7 separate regions of the Sus scrofa genome follow, and regions 1, 2, 3, 4, 5 and 6 are each linked to region 7. A link is a contact called in public Hi-C, HiChIP or PLAC-seq and promoter capture Hi-C data. All regions are on one chromosome and are shown on one strand. The core of a region is the stretch at or near the end of the contact, and the rest is flanking DNA. Distances in the headings are between cores, read along the strand shown. Region 1 holds the start of ANP32E (acidic leucine-rich nuclear phosphoprotein 32 family member E). Region 2 holds the start of MRPS21 (28S ribosomal protein S21, mitochondrial). Region 3 holds the start of LOC102162202 (histone H2B type 2-E). Region 4 has its middle 23 kb from the start of ANP32E. Region 5 holds the start of PRPF3 (pre-mRNA processing factor 3). Region 6 holds the start of LOC110255273 (histone H2B type 2-F). Region 7 holds the start of VPS45 (vacuolar protein sorting 45 homolog).

Evidence for each region. Promoter capture Hi-C pulls out the DNA fragments that hold promoters and counts their contacts. Hi-C and Micro-C count contacts between places; a contact is called where the count stands out from the background. HiChIP or PLAC-seq counts read pairs in DNA pulled down with a chosen protein or histone mark.
Region 1: a promoter capture Hi-C map of liver shows a contact between it and region 7, with 4 times the contacts expected there. The contact joins the promoter of ANP32E here to the promoter of VPS45 in region 7. A contact is called at or near these places in 3 of 5 promoter capture datasets (fetal liver and liver), 3 of 47 Hi-C or Micro-C datasets (liver, retroperitoneal adipose tissue and subcutaneous adipose tissue) and 1 of 2 datasets of contacts at active chromatin or transcription factors (alveolar macrophages).
Region 2: an H3K27ac HiChIP or PLAC-seq map of alveolar macrophages shows a contact between it and region 7. The contact joins the promoter of MRPS21 here to the promoter of VPS45 in region 7. A contact is called at or near these places in 1 of 47 Hi-C or Micro-C datasets (skeletal muscle) and 2 of 2 datasets of contacts at active chromatin or transcription factors (alveolar macrophages and skeletal muscle).
Region 3: a contact with region 7 is called in an H3K27ac HiChIP or PLAC-seq map of alveolar macrophages. The contact joins the promoter of LOC102162202 here to the promoter of VPS45 in region 7.
Region 4: an H3K27ac HiChIP or PLAC-seq map of alveolar macrophages shows a contact between it and region 7. The contact joins the enhancer-like site here to the promoter of VPS45 in region 7. A contact is called at or near these places in 3 of 5 promoter capture datasets (fetal liver, fetal skeletal muscle and liver), 5 of 47 Hi-C or Micro-C datasets (embryonic fibroblasts, fibroblasts, psoas muscle and 2 more) and 2 of 2 datasets of contacts at active chromatin or transcription factors (alveolar macrophages and skeletal muscle).
Region 5: a contact with region 7 is called in a promoter capture Hi-C map of liver, with 5 times the contacts expected there. The contact joins the promoter of PRPF3 here to the promoter of VPS45 in region 7. A contact is called at or near these places in 3 of 5 promoter capture datasets (fetal liver, fetal skeletal muscle and liver), 4 of 47 Hi-C or Micro-C datasets (embryonic fibroblasts, heart right ventricle, skeletal muscle and 1 more) and 2 of 2 datasets of contacts at active chromatin or transcription factors (alveolar macrophages and skeletal muscle).
Region 6: a contact with region 7 is called in a Hi-C map of retroperitoneal adipose tissue, with 1.9 times the contacts expected there. The contact joins the promoter of LOC110255273 here to the promoter of VPS45 in region 7. A contact is called at or near these places in 3 of 47 Hi-C or Micro-C datasets (embryonic fibroblasts, heart right ventricle and retroperitoneal adipose tissue) and 1 of 2 datasets of contacts at active chromatin or transcription factors (alveolar macrophages).

The regions. Positions count from the first base shown.
Region 1 is chr4:98,847,638-98,850,449 of Sscrofa11.1, reverse strand. It overlaps ANP32E (acidic leucine-rich nuclear phosphoprotein 32 family member E), which reads right to left and starts at 1,336. Exons shown (of 7, transcript XM_021089919.1): 1 at 898-1,336. The coding sequence starts at 951.
Region 2 is chr4:98,793,769-98,796,541 of Sscrofa11.1, reverse strand. MRPS21 (28S ribosomal protein S21, mitochondrial) reads left to right here and starts at 1,319. Exons shown (of 3, transcript XM_013988092.2): 1 at 1,319-1,509; 2 at 2,168-2,282. The coding sequence starts at 2,200.
Region 3 is chr4:99,188,239-99,190,938 of Sscrofa11.1, reverse strand. LOC102162202 (histone H2B type 2-E) reads right to left here and starts at 1,434. Exons shown (of 1, transcript XM_013997205.2): 1 at 1-1,434. The coding sequence starts at 1,338. The coding sequence ends at 958. LOC100624086 (histone H2A type 2-A-like) reads left to right here and starts at 1,525. Exons shown (of 1, transcript XM_003355215.5): 1 at 1,525-2,195. The coding sequence starts at 1,563. The coding sequence ends at 2,084.
Region 4 is chr4:98,871,008-98,873,744 of Sscrofa11.1, reverse strand. No RefSeq gene overlaps it. Among named protein-coding and RNA genes, the nearest start is that of ANP32E, 23 kb to the right of the region's middle. Within about 2 kb of position 1,339, at least 75 of the 83 cell types and tissues checked have an H3K27ac peak or open chromatin away from gene starts, as enhancers often do. A contact at or near this core is called in alveolar macrophages, embryonic fibroblasts, fetal liver and 4 more, where this site is marked.
Region 5 is chr4:98,770,368-98,773,067 of Sscrofa11.1, reverse strand. It overlaps PRPF3 (pre-mRNA processing factor 3), which reads left to right and starts at 1,437. Exons shown (of 16, transcript NM_001135965.1): 1 at 1,437-1,463. It overlaps LOC110260326 (a long non-coding RNA gene), which reads right to left and starts at 1,295. Exons shown (of 2, transcript XR_002343444.1): 1 at 1,063-1,295; 2 at 274-525.
Region 6 is chr4:99,215,296-99,217,995 of Sscrofa11.1, reverse strand. It overlaps LOC110255273 (histone H2B type 2-F), which reads right to left and starts at 1,259. Exons shown (of 1, transcript XM_021089927.1): 1 at 1-1,259. The coding sequence starts at 121.
Region 7 is chr4:99,009,252-99,011,951 of Sscrofa11.1, reverse strand. It overlaps VPS45 (vacuolar protein sorting 45 homolog), which reads left to right and starts at 1,398. Exons shown (of 15, transcript NM_001244994.1): 1 at 1,398-1,585; 2 at 2,222-2,356. The coding sequence starts at 1,493.

The DNA.
Region 1 (2,812 bases), core at 87-2,586, 160 kb after region 7:
GCCTCACGTGGCCCCTCCCAACCCCGTCTCTTTAACTAAAGCGACAGCTGCAAGAGCGCATCATTTAGTTTCGCCGAACCCATCTTTAAAACACGAAACTCCTACGACCCATTTGTTGAGTTCTCTGAAACCGTCTCCAGGGATCAAAGTCGGAGTCGCCGCCAGCACGACACGACACGCCGAATTTCGTTACACCGCGGGGGGGAAGAAGAGGATAAAGCCTCGTGTCCCCTCCCCACCTCCAGTCACTACGACGAGTCCCAAAACTTGCCCGCGGCCGGAGAAACTGGCCGCTGACCCAGATTCCGCCTGGCGGCGGTCGGCGCGCGGTGCTTCCCGGGGGAGTGGGCGCCGCCGGCAGCCGGCAGTCTACGGACCCGGCGAGCGACCCCAGCCCCGCGTCCGGCGGGACGTCGGACGGCCAGGGGCCTCGAGGCCGGGGGCACCCCTCTCCAAAAAAAAAAAGAGTTGGAAGTACTGCAGAAAAGTTGAACTAACTTCTCAGACAACGATGGCTGCGACAGAAGCGAGTGGGACTGGGGGGTCGCGCCCACGCAGCCGGCCCCAAGAAGGAGGAACCCGGGGAGCGAAGAGGCGGAGCGGCCCCCAAGACTCCGCTTCCCGCCCCCACGAGGCCAAAACGCCGGACTCGAAGAGAGGAGAAAGGGGCTAAGCCCCCAAGCACGCACAAAAACGCCCCTAGAAACTTAAACCCTTCGCCATTTTAAGTAAAAGATTTTAATGATTTAAAAGTTAAAATCAAACCTTTCCCCCCAGCTCTAACCCAAGATGGGGGTTAATTCATTACTGCTCCCCACATACCCACCCGGACCCCCCGAAACCCCATCCTCCGAATACAGGGCTGGTGGGGAAGGGGAGGGGGCTGAGTCATCTCACCTCCTCCGGGGCTCTGTCCCTTAACTCCAGGTTAATCCTCTTCTTCATCTCCATGACCTACTCCTGCTTTTCTGCTATTACTCTCCTCCCTTACCCTTTCCTGCCTCTCACTACCCCCCAACCCTAAAATTTTAAAAGATTTCAAAATGAATGAAAATAAAAGCAAATTTAAACGCCCACCACCACCAGATAGGTGTGTGGGAGAAAAAAGAGAATAGCAAATGGAGTCCAAGGAGTTAGGACTCTTAACTCGGCTGCCCCCACCTCCTTGTCCACACACTCGCGCGCGCACTCACACGCGCACACACACATACACACACCCGCAGTTCCTTCCCCTTCAATGGCTGCTCGGAGACTGAGCCTCCATGACACGGCACCGCCAACCCCCTGGCCTATACTCCACCCACCTTCCGAATGTATTGGTTGATTCTTCAGCATCTCACTATGCCACTGGGCTACATAAATGTCTATCAGTCTTCAGGGCGGACCTGAACCAGAAACGCTGTGTCTATTGGCTACGACCAAGCGCGCAGTTAACTCCGATAGGCCCAGAAAGATGTTCATCCCGGGGAGATGATTTTGAATCCCAGTAGCCCCCCTCCTTTTCTTTGTGTGATTGGCGCGCTTTCCCTAGGCGATCGGACGGTTTTGAAGCCTGTTGGATTTCTTTTTGTTTTTGTTTTTGTTTTGTTTGTTCTTAGCGTTAAAGGAAGGAAGAAAGCATCCGTCTTACGTGCGGAAGTTGCAAGACATAATTCAGCACATGGCACCCACTGGCTCTTGGCGGTTTTAAAGCACACTCCTGTTTTGTAGCCAAGGTACACAGCAACGTGCACGTCACATAAAAAGCATGCCTTCGTGGCACTGTCCTGCTGAAGATAAGCTTCTGGTGCAGAACCAAAGCAGCGTAGAGATGGTCGTTTAACTTCCACCATGAAGGACTAAATGATTTTGAAAACAGTTGGGTGAATAAGTTAGGCACCTTTAAATAAATCTGCCCTGGAGGAATGGTTGCTGAGGTAATTGTTACTGTAATAAACACTAAGACCTTGGAGGGAAAACAATGCTGGCCCAATGAAAATCAGACATCAGTGTGCATAGAAATGGTGCAGCAATGCCTCTCCTTTCTAAAATCCCTCTGGTTGGTTTCCATGGAAATCTGTAGTTTAAATGTGCTTTTAAAAGTCTGTCAATGTAGAATATAAAACCGGGATAAGAGTGATTTTTTTTCTTTTCTTGAAAGTCTAGCTTTTCTTAGTTCTTGCTTACATTCTGTCTTTTCCATTCCCTTACACCTTTCTCAGGATAAATACCCAAAGGTATTCCAGAAGATTTGGGGAAGGAAGTGGGTGAATTATTATTCCTACCTTGCCCAGCGCTGAGTGTGTGCTATTTTCCCACTTTCTTATGTTAGAGACCTTAGGGTTTCTGAACACACTTCTAACCACTCCACTGTCACCCCTCCTCCCACACAGACACACAGCTCCTCAAAGGGGCTTACATTTAAAATGTAAATATTTTGTATTTGGCATGCTAAATACTTTAAAGGAAAACGAAATAGTGATTGCCTTTTCCTTGCCAAGTGTTTCCTTTGAATTCCCTGAAAAGGAAATTTTGTGAGGATGAAAACAAAGGGGGAAAGGGAGAGTTTTTGGTATAAAATGGGGTATTTTACTTTTGGTATAAGTGGGGGTGGGGGGAGAGTGAGTATTTGGAGTTGGTCTATTTTGTTTGTTTGCTTGCTTGAATACAGGCCAGAGGAAGCCAGGATGATATAAAACTGAACCAAAATGAACTGAGGAAAAGTTCAAGGAAGAGTCAAAAACGAAAAAACAAGAGAAGGAGAAAAGGGGCTACAAAGAAATCTGGAAGCATATTTTAGTACCAGTTTAGGAAGAAGTCCTATGTTCTGATC
Region 2 (2,773 bases), core at 70-2,569, 220 kb after region 7:
GGGCCATACACCTCTGCTACAACTATACAACTCTGCCAATGTAGCCCAAAGCAGCTATACCTAATATATAAACAAACAGTAGAGCTGTGTTCCAATGAAGTTTGTTTGTTTTCTTGTTTTTTTTTTTTTTTTTTTTTTTTGCCTTCTCTAGGGCTGCTCCCGCAGCATATAGAGGTTCCCAGGCTAGGGGTCGAATCGGAGCTGTATCCATCAGCCTACGCCAGAGCCACAGCAATGGGGGATCCGAGCCGCGTCTGCAACCTACACCACAGCTCATGGCAACACCGGATCCTTAACCCATTGAGCAAGGCCAGGGATAGAACCCACAACCTCATGGTTCCTAGTCGGATTCATTAACCACTGTGCCACCAAGGGAACTCCCCAATGAAGTTTTATTTACAAAAACAAAAGCGGAGTTGGACTTGACCTGTAGGCAGTACTGTGCAGACCTCTGGTTTAAGAGACTTGTTCAAAGTCAAATGCCTGATGAGTATCGGATTTTGGATAGAATCCAGATCTCCTGACTTCCAATCCAGTGCTTTTTCACCATATTATGTTGTCGCCTATATAATGTGTTTTGCATTTACCATATTCTACCTTGTTTTACTATTTATCTTTTACACCTACTTACTGTGCTTTGTTAGTCTGAGACACACTGAAATATTATCAACAGTTCCTGATACAAACTAGGCTTTCAATAAAAGCTTGCTGATGAGCATAGTCATGTCCTAACCTAGCTCTATTTTGGTACTTTGAACCTGGCTTATTCTAAAGCAGGCTTCAGTTTCTGTGTGAATTCTATTAGCATAATTGACGAGAATACATCTGTGTGTGTATGTGCCTGTGTTTTAGGGGAGGTACTCAAAGAACCTTATTACGCAAGTACCTGGTTGAGAACCTGCTTTCTTCTTTTGAGACTTTCCCTACTGTTTTCCAGTAGCCACTTCCGGTAGATTCGAATTTATGTGAATAACCATTAATGGATGGACATATGTGTAGAAGTAACATACGAATAAAATAAAAGGAAAGCTTTTTCCACAGTGACGAGGAAGTTAAAAAAGAGATATTTCTAAGTTTCACTTGGAGACAAATGGGATAGAAGCTGACATAAAATAGTCTTTGATTCTAAATCCTGCAGATGTTTCCCAATTCTTCCTTCAGTGATTTCACTTTATTTAGTGAAATGGCTGGGAAGGTGCTATTATAGGAAACTCAGAGTATGTTCATTTCCTTTCTGTTCCTAAGTTTTCAGGCAGATAAGGGGTGTAAAGCTGTTTTTCATCCGGAGGACAGACCTCAATGAATTTGTGTCCTTTGCGAAGAGAAAACAGGAAGCATGCTCAGGAAGCTTCGCCTGTTTCTCTCATTTTCCTTCCAGAAAAAGAAAAGGATTAGATATCTATTTAAGATTTAATAGGATTAAGGGGTACGGAAATCAGGCTGACCTCAGAGGCCGAAGGACGGCGACTCCAAGAGAAGACGGAAGAAGCTGTTTGAGGGGAATTTAAGGCAAGTATTTTGCTTTGCCAGGTGTTGAGTTCAAGCCCGGGGGTTGACGATGAGCCGGGGGAGTGAAGAAACCTTCGATCCAGGCCAAAAGGAATGTTGCCACGGTTTCCACAGTTTCCACTTAGCTCCTCTCTCGGGTGGGTCCTCTTGTCTGCGCGCGGCGCTGGGGATTACGTAACTTCCGCTTCCGCTTGAGGCGGGCTTCGCGTCGGCGGGGCGCTGAGGAGCGAGGGCTTCGTCCTGGGTTTGGGGGAAGTGAGGAGATTGGGGCGGGAGGGCGCAGTTGGCCTCGTTCCTAAACACCAAGAAGGACTCCCTTCCCAACTCCTACCCCAAACCGTCCTGTGACCGTGAGCGGTAATTAGGGGGGAGGGGAACGCCTGCAAAGTGTCCCAGTTGGCCCTTGTCTAGGCAAGTAAATTTCTGTGAGGACGGCCAGCTACCGTCTCTTTTCATCGCTATGGTAGGGTTTGTATTGGCAAGGAGAATGAGGGAGTCGCGTGTACTTTCTAGAATATGAGGACTTGACCCTGTCTCGCATATTCCAGAGCCCGATGCATTTCCAGACCCATAAATAAGCCACGTGGTTTTGTATTCTGTTGTGTTTCTCTTTCTTACCTGATCTCTATAGTTTACTTCTTTCGCCATCATACTTTAGGTCCTGCAGAGTAACGACTTAAATCCAAGGTCATGGCAAATCATCTGAAGTTCATTGCCAGGACTGTGATGGTACAGGAAGGGAACGTGGAAGGTGCATACAGGACCCTAAACAGGTAACTGCCAAGGGACCAGAATCATGGCTAGACCAACTCTCTTGAGAAGGGTGGTTGTTTTGTCTCTTCCCCTGGCATAGGTTGTCTCAAACTAGTGCCAGTTGAGGTGTTCACAGACTTGAAACTTCTCAGCCCCTCATTTTTCTATCTTAAAAATGAAGTTATTCCCCAAATTTAACTGTATGAAGGTTATTCATCAGCAGTCATATCTTTGATGACGAACCTGCATTCTATCCAAGATTTTAAAAAAACCCAAAGGGAAAATCAAGTTAGAAAGTTGCTAGTAAGGGGGAAGGTAGTACATGACATATTAAAAGCTGATCGAGGGATTGGTGTGGGACAAGGCCAATGGGAAACATGAACTCAGATTTGGGATCTTAGAGAAGCAAGCAAGAGATGGAAAAGTGTTAGAGGTTCAGAGAAAGATTACGGCAAAAGCAAAAAACATGCTGATGGAAATGAAGTGGCCGGAGTGGAGGAGCTGTGTTGAA
Region 3 (2,700 bases), core at 185-2,684, 180 kb before region 7:
ACTCCTGAAAGGAATACCAAAGTAAGTTAAGAAGTGTGTGTAGACTAAAAATTACTTCAACCACCGTGTGGGTGAAAAATGCTGACTGCCATGTCAATAAAACATGTTGTGGCCATCAAGGCCTTAGTCACTGCAGCCACTCAACTGTGCACCCTGAGGGGAATCAGGATGGAGAAAAATAGAATACTGGCCCTAGATAGTTAAGGTGCATACCAAAGGAATAATTTCAATCAGCCTACTCTTGTATATTCCCATACAAAGAAAAGTGCTAAACTCTTGATTTTTCTTTTTTTAATTATTAGTCTTTTGTTCAACTACCTGGTTTGTTTTTGCAAAACTCCTATATGTCTTGGCTCCCCCTTGAGCAATCTATCTCCCGGCTGTCTACTGAGATTAAGTCCTCAGCAAGGATGCCAAATAAAACATAATTCTCAGCTTTCAAGTTATGGGGTTTTTGTTTGTTTTCAGTCAACATACGGAATCAATATAACCAAGTGCACTATAGGTTTTCTGTAAGCGCTGGGGCATGGTCTCTAGCATTGCTTTGTATTTTTACAATAACATTACATCTGGTTTCCTGAACTCAAAAATGCTTTTACAAAGTACTGACCAAATCTAACAGCTACAAGGTAAACACTGGTTAACTATTCTTTCTCAAAATTCATTACCACCCATCTCTCACCTTTTCACTGTGATGAAAAGCAAGTTGCCTGTAAATGAATGAACACTTACTCTAGCTAGATCTCAACCTATCTGTAAAATTTGGACCTATGCTGGTCATTCATGAGAAGGGAAACGCAGATCTTCAATAAGTTATACGTGGCACAAAAAGAACAGCTTATGAAAACGAAAACAAGATGACAGCTTCTTCCATTGAGAAGATGGGTGGCTCTGAAAAGAGCCTTTTGGAGTCAAGCGACCCGGCGATCGGGCGAGCGCCACTATCCCGGCAGGGACTCACTTGGAGCTGGTGTACTTGGTGACCGCCTTGGTGCCCTCGGACACGGCGTGCTTGGCCAGCTCGCCGGGCAGCAGCAGGCGCACGGCCGTCTGGATCTCCCGGGACGTGATGGTCGAGCGCTTGTTGTAATGAGCCAGGCGGGACGCTTCGCCCGCGATGCGCTCGAAGATGTCGTTGACGAAGGAGTTCATGATGCCCATGGCCTTGGACGAGATGCCCGTGTCCGGGTGCACCTGCTTCAGCACCTTGTACACGTAGATGGAATAGCTCTCCTTGCGGCTGCGCTTCCGCTTCTTGCCGTCCTTCTTCTGGGCTTTGGTGACGGCTTTCTTCGAGCCCTTCTTGGGCGCCGGGGCGGACTTGGCGGGCTCAGGCATAACGGCAGACACCAGCTGCAAAGGACAACCGGGAACGCAAAGGCAACAACTACACGGAGGCTACCGGAAGCGACTCGGTACTTATAGAGGCCGTACGCAAATGAAGGCTTGGGTTCCGCCGCGTTGCGATTCGCGAGTTTTCAGTGGCTCTGCTGCGAGGGGAGACGAGGTTATGTAAATGAGTGGATTCTGGTTGCGCTATCCTATTGGCCACCGGGACACAGATGTGCTCTAGCCAATCAACGTGCTCCGTAGCCAATCGCCGCTCTGCCTATAAAAAGGTGAAGCGGGGCCGTTTAGGGCGACTTTCTCGGTCACCTAAGCGGGAGCCGGTTGCAGTGAGTGTCGTTGTCATGTCTGGTCGTGGCAAACAGGGAGGCAAGGCCCGCGCAAAGGCCAAGTCCCGTTCGTCCCGCGCAGGTCTGCAGTTCCCCGTAGGGCGGGTGCACCGCTTGCTGCGCAAAGGCAACTATGCCGAGCGGGTGGGGGCCGGCGCGCCCGTCTACATGGCGGCGGTGCTGGAGTACCTGACCGCGGAAATCCTGGAGCTGGCGGGCAACGCGGCGCGAGACAACAAGAAGACGCGCATCATCCCCCGCCACTTGCAGCTGGCTATCCGCAACGACGAGGAGCTGAACAAGCTGTTGGGCAAAGTCACCATCGCCCAGGGCGGCGTCTTGCCCAACATCCAGGCCGTGTTGCTCCCCAAGAAGACGGAGAGCCACCACAAGGCAAAGGGCAAGTGAGGCCGGCATCCGGAAGCCCACCCAGCCCCGTCCGGAAGGGGCACCTGTGAAATCAAAGGCTCTTTTCAGAGCCACCCACTCTTTCAAATAAAAAAAAGAGTTGTTACACTAGCCAGCTTTCTCCTTAACTCCACCCTTGGTAGTAAGCACGGAGGTGGGCGGAGGGAGTGCCGTTTGCCCTCTACTCCCTGCCGTTCCTCACTCGCCTCTGGAACTAGGTGCTTTAGCCGTTATTTTGCTGGGAAGCGGGTGCGGGTGGGAGTGTGGCAAATCCTAGGATCTAATTAACGCAGGTAGAGGTAGCAAACCTTGCTTGGGCGAGCCAGGGTCGACTCGGCTGCTGAAAGTAAGCAGTACCAGGCGGCCGCGACGCTCTATCTCGAAGTCGGATGCCCGGTGAGCAACTGCAGTTACTTCCCAAGCCTCTGCCCAACACCTGAGGTCTAGCACCAAGGGGACGTTCCCTCGCACACGCGCACGCCCCGTACACCCCAGTCGGTTAGGGGATAAAGACGGTTTTCGGGAGCGTAGCGGACGTGGGTTTTGGCTTGAGCCCACCGTCTTTGGAAGGGGAGTGGGGGGAGTGAGGAGGCGCCTTCGCGGCGGGGATGGGGAT
Region 4 (2,737 bases), core at 90-2,589, 140 kb after region 7:
ATAAGGAGAAAAAAAATTAAAAAAAACTTTAAGCCTAAATATTTACTTCTGACAAAAGGAAAATCCCTTTCTGAGGAATGCTGTTACCTGACAACACAAAATCTTGGCTTCTAAAAACTCGAGTATGTGCTCATTCTTATTTTAAACAAAGATGGCCTTTGTTTTACCCAATTTTGTGGCTGTTTTGTAAAAGCCATTTAAAATGTCTCAAAATCCATTGGTATTAGTTTTACTGAAGTTGAAGATTTATAGTTGCTAATTCTATAGAAACATGAACCCACTCTTTAACAGTTTTATAAAAATTGTGTACACAAGAATTCAATTGCCTTCACCTTCCACAGCTCCAAAGAAACCATTCTGGTGTACAAGACAAACTGAAGCAAATAGTCTCTGAAAGGTGACTTACTGATTCCAATAAAAAGTATATATATATATATATATATATATATATATATATATATTTTTTTTTTTTTTTTTTTTTTTGTCTTTTGTCCTTTTAGGGCCGCACCCGCGGCATATGGAAGTTCCAAGCCTAGGGGACTAATCAGAGCTGTAGCCACAGCCTACCCAGAGCCACAGCAACACGGGATCCGAGCCACGTCTGCAACCTACACCACAGCTCATGGCAACGCCAGATCCTTAACCCACTGAGCAAGGCCAGGGGTCCAACCCGCAACTTCATGGTTCCTAGTCAGATTCGTTAACCACTGAGCCACGACGGGAACTCCCTCTGGTTAGTTGGGTGCTCTAATATTTTGCAGATCTGATTGTCTTTAGGTACCGACTTGACTGAACTATTAAGGCTCAGATCAATCCAGATTTCCTGCTTTAAGATAGGAAAAACTGGAATAGAACAGCAGACCAGGCTAGTTCCTAGGGACAAGAAGCAGAGGTTACCTAACAAAGGTCACCAAAGTGCACACTTGGGTCAGAATGGCACAAACAAGAGAGAGGGAAAGTGGCCTCCAATCGCATTTCCGCCTTAAGAGATGTTGAAAATGTACATAACACACCTCAGTTTATAGTCGTTAAATAGGGCGATACTCGTAAATGTGGGGCTAAAAATCATTCAATATTTGAAAATTAGAAGCTCCGTAAACCGTAAAGCGAAGACTGTAAAACGTAAGTAACTGAAGAAAAGTAAGGTCCCAAGGGACAGACCCGCGAGTTTCAGTCCATATCCGCGAGCAGACGCAGGAGGAGGAAAAGGAAACCGTTCACTGAGACCTTTGGCGCCACACCCCGCGCATGCGCAGCTCGCTAACTTGAAGCTGAGAGCGCGCACGGGCTCGGGTTTATCTAGAGGCGAGGAGGGGCCACGTGATCTGGATGCGGCATTTCTGGCCCAATCCGAGGCGTTCGGGAAAGCGCCCTTGCCGAGCTGTTCGGGTAGCCCCGGTTCCTCCCGTGTTCTGACCTCTTTTCAATTTCCCGGCTTTTCGGCTCCGCTCTTGAACCTGAGAATCTGGTGTAATCAGAACTTTCTGCGGTGTGTTCCGCTAATCAGATTAAGGGCACGCTCCGTAACTAGAGTGTTATTTCTGTAATTTCAAGTCCAGTTGCGCTGTCCCCAACACGCTCAGGTACAATTGCTACTGCTTGAGATTCCAGAAGTCGCTGGAGGGCGCCTTGTTGTAAAAACAGTCCCGTAGAAAGAGTGGTTGAGGATGAGGGAAATTAAGGTAAAAATTTAAAGAAGCAAGTGTCGCATAGGACTAAGACAGATACCTCAAAGACTTATTCTAAAAGAGGACTTTATTTCATTTTAAGTATTTAAGTAAAATCTCCCGCTGTATTTATTCAAGGCTGCTGTCAAGAGTTTTAAGTACAGGAGTTCCCATCGTGGCTCAGCGGTTAACGCATCCAGTTAAGGAACGCAACTTGGATCCATGAGGAGCCCAGTTGTATCCCTGCCCTCACTCAGTGGGCTAAGGATCCTGCCTTGCTGTGAACTGTGGTGCAGGTCGCAAATGGGGCCTGGATCTGGAGTGGCTGTGGCGTAGGCCTGCCACTACAACTCTGATTCGACCCCTAGCCTTGGAAACCTCCATATGCCGCGGTGCGGCCCTTAAAAAAAAAAAAATCTGAAGTACAGATAAGATTTGGTTGATTCACCTCAGAAGAGCATGACGGGAAACAAGGCCTTAGAGACACTCAGCCTTAAAGCTGGAATCCTTGAAATGAGAAAAGGATGGAGTAAAGGCAAGATGGATGGGGCTGAGTTTCACGGTTCTGATCCATCATGAACTGACTCCTACAGCCCAGGAAGCTTGGCATTGGGGAATCAAGCAGTACTGCATAGGGATAAAATGCCAAATACGTAAAAGGCAACTTAAAAAGGAAATTTCCCTCCTCATATCCCATAGATAGCTTAGGTTAAAATAAGACCCCTCACCTGGAATTTTTTTTTTTTTTTAATTTTATGGCCACATCCACAGCATACAGAAGTTCCTGGGCCAAGGATTGAATCCAAGCCACAGGTACAACCTATACCTTGCAACTTGGAATCCTTTAATCCACTGCATAGGGCTGGGGAAACCAATCCTGAGCTCTGCAGCAACCTGGGCTTCTGCTGCTGTTGGATTCTTAACCCACTGCACCACGGTGGGAATGTCTCACCTAGAATTCTACTCAGGAAGATATCACTCGTTTCCTGCAATAATAAATCTTTAGTGCAGAAATGAATTTGTTCTTAACTCTGAATTATTCCCAGAAAACTGGAGTGTGCACAAAACTG
Region 5 (2,700 bases), core at 188-2,687, 240 kb after region 7:
AATGGAGTGTAGGGCATTTTTCACTAAGTAATATGGAAAGCCATGGAGTTCCTGGGCCAACTGCAGCCTAACACCAGGTCCTTAACCCACTGTGCCAGGCCAGGGATCAAACTTGCATCCCAACACTGCAGAGATGCTGTGATCCTGTTGGGCCACAGTGGGAACTTCATGAGTTTAGCTTTATATAAGTTCTTTACTGAGGGAGACACAGGTTTAAGAAGCACTTGAATCGTGTTCTGCTGGACTACAAAATTGGGGAGGCTTACAAGCTTACAGGTAGTTAAATAAGTTGTTTATTAAAAATTATAATTGGAGGAATTATAATTGGGGTTAAGAACTAGTATCCACGAGGATGTGGGTTTGATCCCACATCAAACTGGCCTTGCTCAGTGGGTTAAGGATCCAGTGTTGCAGCAAGCTGCAGTGTAGAACACAGGTGCGGCTCAGATCCAGTGTGGCTGTGGCTGTGGCACAGACCAGCAGGTGCAGCTCCGATTCAACCTCTAGACCAGCAACTTCTGTATTCTGCAAGTTAGGCCGTAAAAAGGAAGAAAAAAAAAGAAAAGAATTATAATTGGAGCTGGCAAGAAGTAAAGGTGCTTGTTAGGTAAGGATTAGTTGAGGACCAAAATGGTTGATTAGGAATTCCTGTCCTGGCTCAGCGAGTAAAGAACCCCACTAGTATCCATGAGAACACAGGTTCCATCCCTGGCCTTGCCCAGTGGATTAAGGAGCCAGTGTTGCCCTGAGCTGTGGTGTAGGTCACAGTCCTAGCTCTGATTCTGCGTGGCTGTGGCATAGGCCAGAAGCTGCAGCTCTGATTCAACCCCTAACCCGAATTTATATATGCTGCAGGTGGGGCCTAAAAAGTACTAGACTGCCAGCAATTATTTGTTTTGCGAATGAATGGAAGAAAGAAACAAAGGTGTGTGAGAGGGTACTATCTTCAGACTCCTCCCACACTAGTCGGTTTTCTGGGTCTCTTGGCACCACTGTTAAGGACAAAGGCTAAGGAGAGAGTGGTTAATACTAACGATCACTACTCTGAAGTTTACTTCCTACCAGAAAGTCCAGGTTTAGCCCAAACGCAGAAGCTCTGCTTTTAGTTCTAGCCATAGCCTTAGCGCACTTATTCTCCACGGGAATACTACAAGCAGCTCAATTTATGCTTCAGGTAACATTAATTTTGCGCTAATGTAGTTAACAGGTTTAGCACGGGGAACCGAAGGAGCCAAGTAGCTTGCCGGGGGAAATCGTTACGGCTCCGCCACGCATGCGCTCCGCCGCGGAAAAGTAGCTACTACGGCTGCGCGAACCGGGGCCCCGCCCTCTTTCGTCACAAGTTGTGGGACCGTGGCGAGGCAGCAGCCGTGGCGGTAGCGACGGCAGGCCGTAGGGCGGTCGGAGGGTTTCCGGTTCCGGTGTAACGTTCGGGCTCCGTCTCAGGGGCTGAAGTTTGTGAGGTGAGTAGTGGCCCCGGGCCCAGAGAGGGTATGCTCGGGTCCTAGCGGCTGGGGCTAAGTTTCAGTCCAAAGGGAGGACCGAGGCGGGAGGTTCAACAGAAAGGAGGCTGAGGAAAGAACCAGGTTCTGTGCGAGAACGGGTTGGAATGAGATTGTTGAGAGGAAAAGGGCGGGGGCGGGAAAGGGACAGGGTGAGGAGACTACCTCTGAGATGAGTTTGGGTAGAACAAGGTGGGGAAAGGGTCCGGTCAGAGAGATGGAGAGAGCAAAAAGCAAAGGATAGGGTTTAAGGGAGGAAATTCGACTTGTAGCAAAGAAGAGCACGAAGTAAGGAATTCCTTCAGAAGATTAGATTCTGCTACCTGCTCATTGAGATCATTCTGCCTTCCTCTCTCTCCCTCCACACCGTAACCACCCCCACCCCGCCCCACGCAGTTATTGTTGAACGTCTGATTAATGACAAAGCTAGTTACTATTTGGAAGTTTGATTTTTGCCCACTGACTGTTTAGTCTGCACGTTATATTATGGAGGGAATGGGTTGAAATTGAGTACATAAGTATAGTGCTTGGGCATACGGTTCGTTTATAGAGTGGTACCCCGTTTATTGCTTTGGATTTTCAAACGGCTTAAACTTTCTAATCTATGATTCAGTTCTAGTGGAATATAAGCCCTCTAAGGTGAGGATTCTTGTCTCTTTTGTTCACTGTTGTATGTATCCTTGGCAGTATCCCACTACATTAACACTTAGTTGTTGTGCAGTAAATACTTACTGAATGAATTAAGTGCCAGATAGCTATGGCAGTTGTCCTCCTTTTGTAAGATGAATGAACTGAGGCTCAGAGGAATTGCTTGACAGAAGGTTAGTAAATGGAAGAGCTCTTTCTTCACTCCCTATGTTGTCTGAATACCCTTCTTTTGAGCATTGAACAGTTAGCATGTTGAAATTGATAAGCTATAGTGCTGTCTCATGATGGGTAAATAGAGCCATCATAGATTTATTATATAACATGTCAGTAAGACACAAAATCTTTTACTCCTAGTTTCATGACTTCACTAGCTTCATATGGTTATACCAAAATTAAATACACTGTTTAGCAACAGGTCTTATAGAGGATAAACCTACCAAGAATGCAGAAGTTAATTAGACTGTACCGGAGTTCTTGTCGTGGCTCAGTGGTTAACGAATCCGACTAGGAACCATGAGGTTGTGGGTTCGATCCCTGGCCTTGCTCAGTG
Region 6 (2,700 bases), core at 10-2,509, 210 kb before region 7:
ACACAGAGTAACTTTCCTTGCGGCTTCGCTTGCGCTTTTTGCCATCCTTCTTCTGCACTTTTGTTACAGCCTTTTTAGACCCTTTTTTAGGAGCAGGAGCAGATTTTGCTGGATCCGGCATTTCTGCACGAAGAAAGCCCACGCGCCCACAAAAATGATGCTGACTACATCCAAGCTGGTCGGTTACGCGCTACTTATAGAGCCTGTATGCAAATGAAGACTAACTCAGTACTGCGTGTTTATTGGTTAATATCCAACAGTGCCGTCATAGAAGGGTGGAGTCCATGTAAATAAGGTTCGGTCTCGCTTCCTTAGTGGTCCTTAGAACAAAAGTCTTGTTAACCAATCAAAATGTTCTATTTCACACTAACCAGTAAATATGTAAAGTGTAGTTTCACCTGTTTTGTTGATTTTAACTTTTACTGGTTGACTTGTATACGTAGAGATCTGAAGCGCCAGCTAAGGGAAAGTTAAATTTTATTTTTGCATCGTATTACTCCGCTATACCACTTGTGGAAGTCTGATTTTGATTTTTGCAACCAAACCTCAGCCCACTTAAATATTTATTTTTACCTTTTGCGCCTCCTGTCTTAACGCAGTGAGGAAGACACCTCGGGACTCAGCACTGTCTCTTGCCCTTTTTTATCAGTTGAAACGCCAGGAAACTACCGGGTGTTTGACATCCAGCCTAGACCTAGAACTGCTGTCGATCTGAAAACCCAGATCCCAGATCCCCCCAGTTATAATACCGGCCTTCTACTGTCAATTTCTGTATTCAAACTTGTGCTAACATTTTTAACTAGCAGCTTGAAAGGCGTTCCAAAAAAATAAAGCAAAAACTGCGTAGAGCAGACTATCCTCTTGCAGTTTTCCCACGTAAGCAGCAAGCTTAGCCCTCTGGACTTCAGAAATCACGTCAGCACTTGGCCATGACGACCTAGATTTTGCCTGATGCTCCCTCTGGCGTCTGTCGGCTTTAATTCTGTAACCTCACCAACACATACAAGATTACTTGATCCCCTTTACCCTTAACACCTGTGCATAACGAGCCCACCGACATGGCTGAGAGGTGGTACAACTGCTCCTTTTGAAAAGGTGAGTGGCTCTGAAAAGAGCCTTTAAGATAGTCTACGTAAAAAAAAAATGCCTTAAGCCCGCTCCCCGCGGATGCGGCGGGCCAGCTGGATGTCTTTGGGCATGATGGTCACGCGCTTGGCGTGGATGGCACACAGGTTCGTGTCTTCAAACAGCCCCACCAGGTAGGCCTCGCTCGCCTCCTGCAGCGCCATCACGGCCGAGCTCTGGAAGCGCAGGTCCGTCTTGAAGTCCTGCGCGATCTCGCGCACCAGGCGCTGGAAGGGCAGCTTGCGGATCAGCAGCTCGGTCGACTTCTGGTAGCGCCGGATCTCCCGCAGGGCCACGGTGCCCGGCCGGTAGCGGTGGGGCTTCTTCACGCCGCCGGTGGCCGGCGCGCTCTTGCGGGCCGCCTTGGTGGCCAGCTGCTTCCGCGGGGCCTTGCCCCCGGTCGATTTGCGGGCGGTCTGTTTAGTACGCGCCATAATATCTCACTGGTTTCATTTACCTACCCTGAGGCAGTCCTATTTATAGACATAGCCTCATCTTGATTGGGCCAGAAAAATAAGGAATTTCCGGAATTCTTATCTCATTGGCTAGAATTCAATCCTGGGCAAAGCTTGTTATGCTAATCTCCTTATTACCTCCGTACTTTTCTATAACCTTATCGATCACAGATATTTTCTTTTTTAGGCCATTTCTTGAAATTGCTGTAACTTTTAAAACAGCAACTTATAAAGTGTTTTTGCACATTTGGGATTTATATTTTAATCGATTCCTTTGAAATACACGCATGCCCTAGGTTTCAGCCGCATTTCCATTTCTTCTCCCATAGTTAACATTTATTTAGCTCCTGACACTGAGCTAAGCGCACTAGATGTATTACATTATGACTGCGGTTCGACAAAACAATATTCAATTGAAGAAAACATATTTAACTTTACGTTTACCTGATTCAGAACTTCGCCAAAGTTGTGTGCTGGCCAGTACCAATTTACAGAGTAGAGCTCTCCGCCTTTCTTTTGTCATTTTCCCCTGGAAGGCGGTTTCCTCCTTCTCAATCCATCAATGGCTAATTAGGTCCTATAGAGGAAACGCTTCTAAGTAAGGGAAAGTAAGATCAGAAATATTTATTTATTTATTTGGCCATGAGATCCCCCAGCCACTGCAGTGACACCACCAGATCCTTAACCTGCTGCATTAAAGGGAACACAAGACCAGAAATATTAGTTTCTCCTTTACACTGGTGAATAGTTTTAAAGTCAAGTTGCCTATCAGTCAGATTAAAAGTTCAAATAAAGTGTCAAAACAAATAAATTATTTGTTGATTACTGAGTTGCTAGCATATTTTCTTCTATAAAGTGTTTTCTAATTCTTAACATTTCTTATCTTTTCTATTCTTTATAAGGAAATTGAAGATCTTTTTCCTTTTAGTTATTTCATATGCTTTGAAGAATTGCTTGGGAAAATTGCATGTAATAATACCACAGTTATGTAAGGTTACCAATGCTTAAAATTGTAATAATTAATATAAAGACTTTTAATCGCATGCTTCTTTGATTGAAAAAACACTATTGCATCCAAACCACAGAAAAACTCAAACCTGAGAACAAAGGCCCAAGAGGC
Region 7 (2,700 bases), core at 149-2,648:
AATATTGATTTGGTGGAGTTCTTTTGTGGTGCAGCAGGTTAAGGATCTAGCTGTGGCCCGGTTGTATACCTGGCCCAGAAACTTTAATATGCCCGGGGCACAGCCAAAAATAAATAAAAGTCAGTAAATAAATTTATTCACCAATGATTTTTTTTAAAGAATATTGATTTGTTAATGTTGAACCTATTAATTAAAACTATGACCCCCCAACAAATACTGGTCACTTTGTGTGTGTGCGTGTGCTTTTATGATAAAGACAAAACTCCTTATATTTACTGGCAACTATAGTCTGATTCCTTGCAATTGTTTCTTGTTCCTGATTTTATAATTCCCCAAGGAAATGGTGAGGAACATTAACTTTTACCCTCCTTTTCGAGAAATAGTATGATGAGAAAACCTGAGGGGTATAAACACAAATGCAAACATTCGGAAGTTGATGGCTTTAAGATTCATCTTGTTGCTACGTTTTTGTCGTTTCTTAAATCAAAATCTTGAGTTTTTTCTTAAAATCCCCACGCTAGTTTACTTTAGCCACACCAAATACATGCCCCCTACCCATTTTTGACCCTGTTAACTCCGCTCCTGCCCGCAGTTTCAGCGTCGCAGGTCCACAGCACCCCGCGCGAGCTGAAAACCCCGGAGTCCAATCGTCCAAGGGGCCGAAAACTGGGTGGCTTTGGGCTCCGGGGGATCCACGGCCTGCGAATTCCGGCCACAGACCTCAGCTCCGGGCCCTTCTGGGCGAACCGAGGCGGCTCCCAGAACATCCCTAAAGGGCGTTCCCTTTGTTCATTTCCTCAACAACATCAACTCAATTTCCGATGCCCCTCAGCCTTTGGAAAACCGGTTCAGGTCTCACTTATCAGGGCTGTGTCCTCACCTTGTTAAGGACCCAAAGAAGTCGGGAAATGTTAACCTCGGCCACTATTTGGCAAACGCGGCGTGCGATTTACCAAATGCCTTCCCTCCGAGTCCCGAGCATCCGCCTGGAGCCTAAGGCCACCTCCCTTCTTTCCATCCTTCACTGCCACCCAAGAAAGCGTTAATGGCAAATAGCGACCTCGGCCACGTTCTGCTATTCTTGCCTCCGAGCCAGCCCTATGCCAAGTTCCTCTACACCGCGAGGCGCCACCCTCTCCCCAAGCAGGCAGGAGGGGCGTCAGGCCACCGCCGGGGCACCCCGGGCCCAGGGCCGGGAGAGGCCTGAGAGCCCGGGCTTTAAACACCTCCGGGCGGGAGGTGTGTCGAGAATCACGTCCGGGCCGGGCGGCTCAGGGTGTCTCAGGCAAATTCTTCCATCCAGCGAGGAGGCTGGGTCCTTGGGACCGCGTAGCGGAACTACAACTCCCAGGACCTCTGCTGCCCGGACTTCCGGAAGCCAAAGCCGGACTGGGAGGAAGCCGCAGAGACCCGGCCAAGAGGCGGGGGGTTAATCTAGCAAGAAAAAAGGGGGGCGGGAAGGGCTATAGGGCTAACCTGTCAATTCGCCACCATGAACGTAGTTTTTGCTGTGAAGCAGTACATTTCCAAAATGATAGAGGACAGCGGACCGGGTATGAAAGTACTTCTCATGGATAAGGAGACGGTGAGTTTGCTTTTGCTCAGTATTTGTGAAAGAAGCCTCCCTCCTTTTTAATAGCTGGTCCCATTCCACTGTAGGATTTAGTATTTAATTAAAGATTTGTAAGTCAGGGTCAGTTCAGTGTGGAACTGAAAGGTTGCATAAACCTTGCTTAGAAGGTTTTCGGTCTGAATGGCTCTAACCACTGCCAGAGATTCTTCTTATACTCAGAACAATTTATTGGAATCAGAAATCCTTTCCTAAATGCCTCTGCCAAGAAATAATATATGAGAGAGAGCACTTGGAAGACTTTGGAATGATCCTGTTATTTCCACTCACTGTTGTGTTTTTAGAGGAAAGCTGTTAGTACTCAAACTTAGATGACAGGTTATTATTTGTTGGTCACAGATTTTTTTAAACTCTTTAGGGTGATGGGAAATTTTTTATTTGGAAATTTATGGGTCGTCCGTGTTCAGAGAGAGCACTTCATTTTGGTACATTACTTATGATTTTAGATGCTCTGTAAATGTTATTACATATGTTAGTATTTAAGTTATCCAAGTAAGTATTAAATGAAAAAAAAATTTAAGTCTTAGGTATTGCTGCTTGTTTTTATTATCCTGGACTAGCAAAATATTAGTTAATTCTTTTTCTTTACAGACTGGCATCGTGAGTATGGTATACACACAATCGGAAATTCTCCAGAAGGAAGTGTACCTTTTTGAACGCATTGATTCTCAAAATCGAGAGATCATGAAACACCTCAAGGCAATTTGTTTTCTTCGACCTACGAAGGTACTACATAAACTGAGCTGCCATCTGGCTAGGCAAATACCAGCACACTATCATCTGAAAGTATTATGAAGGCAAAATAAATTTGTATTATCATCATTTGTGGCATCATAATTATCCTGGTTTATCAGAATTATAACCATGACTCTCTCCTTTCCACATTCCTTACAGCCAGATGTCTTTTAGGTTCTCAGCTACTTCCAAAGTCACTAACTACCTTAACAGAGACCCAGATCACTTTATTTCTGGATTAACCACCATACATATGCCACTAAACAAAAATGCTGTTGAATCTTACATACTTAGTGGCTGCAGTCTTTATCATTTTATTCACATCTATACTCAGG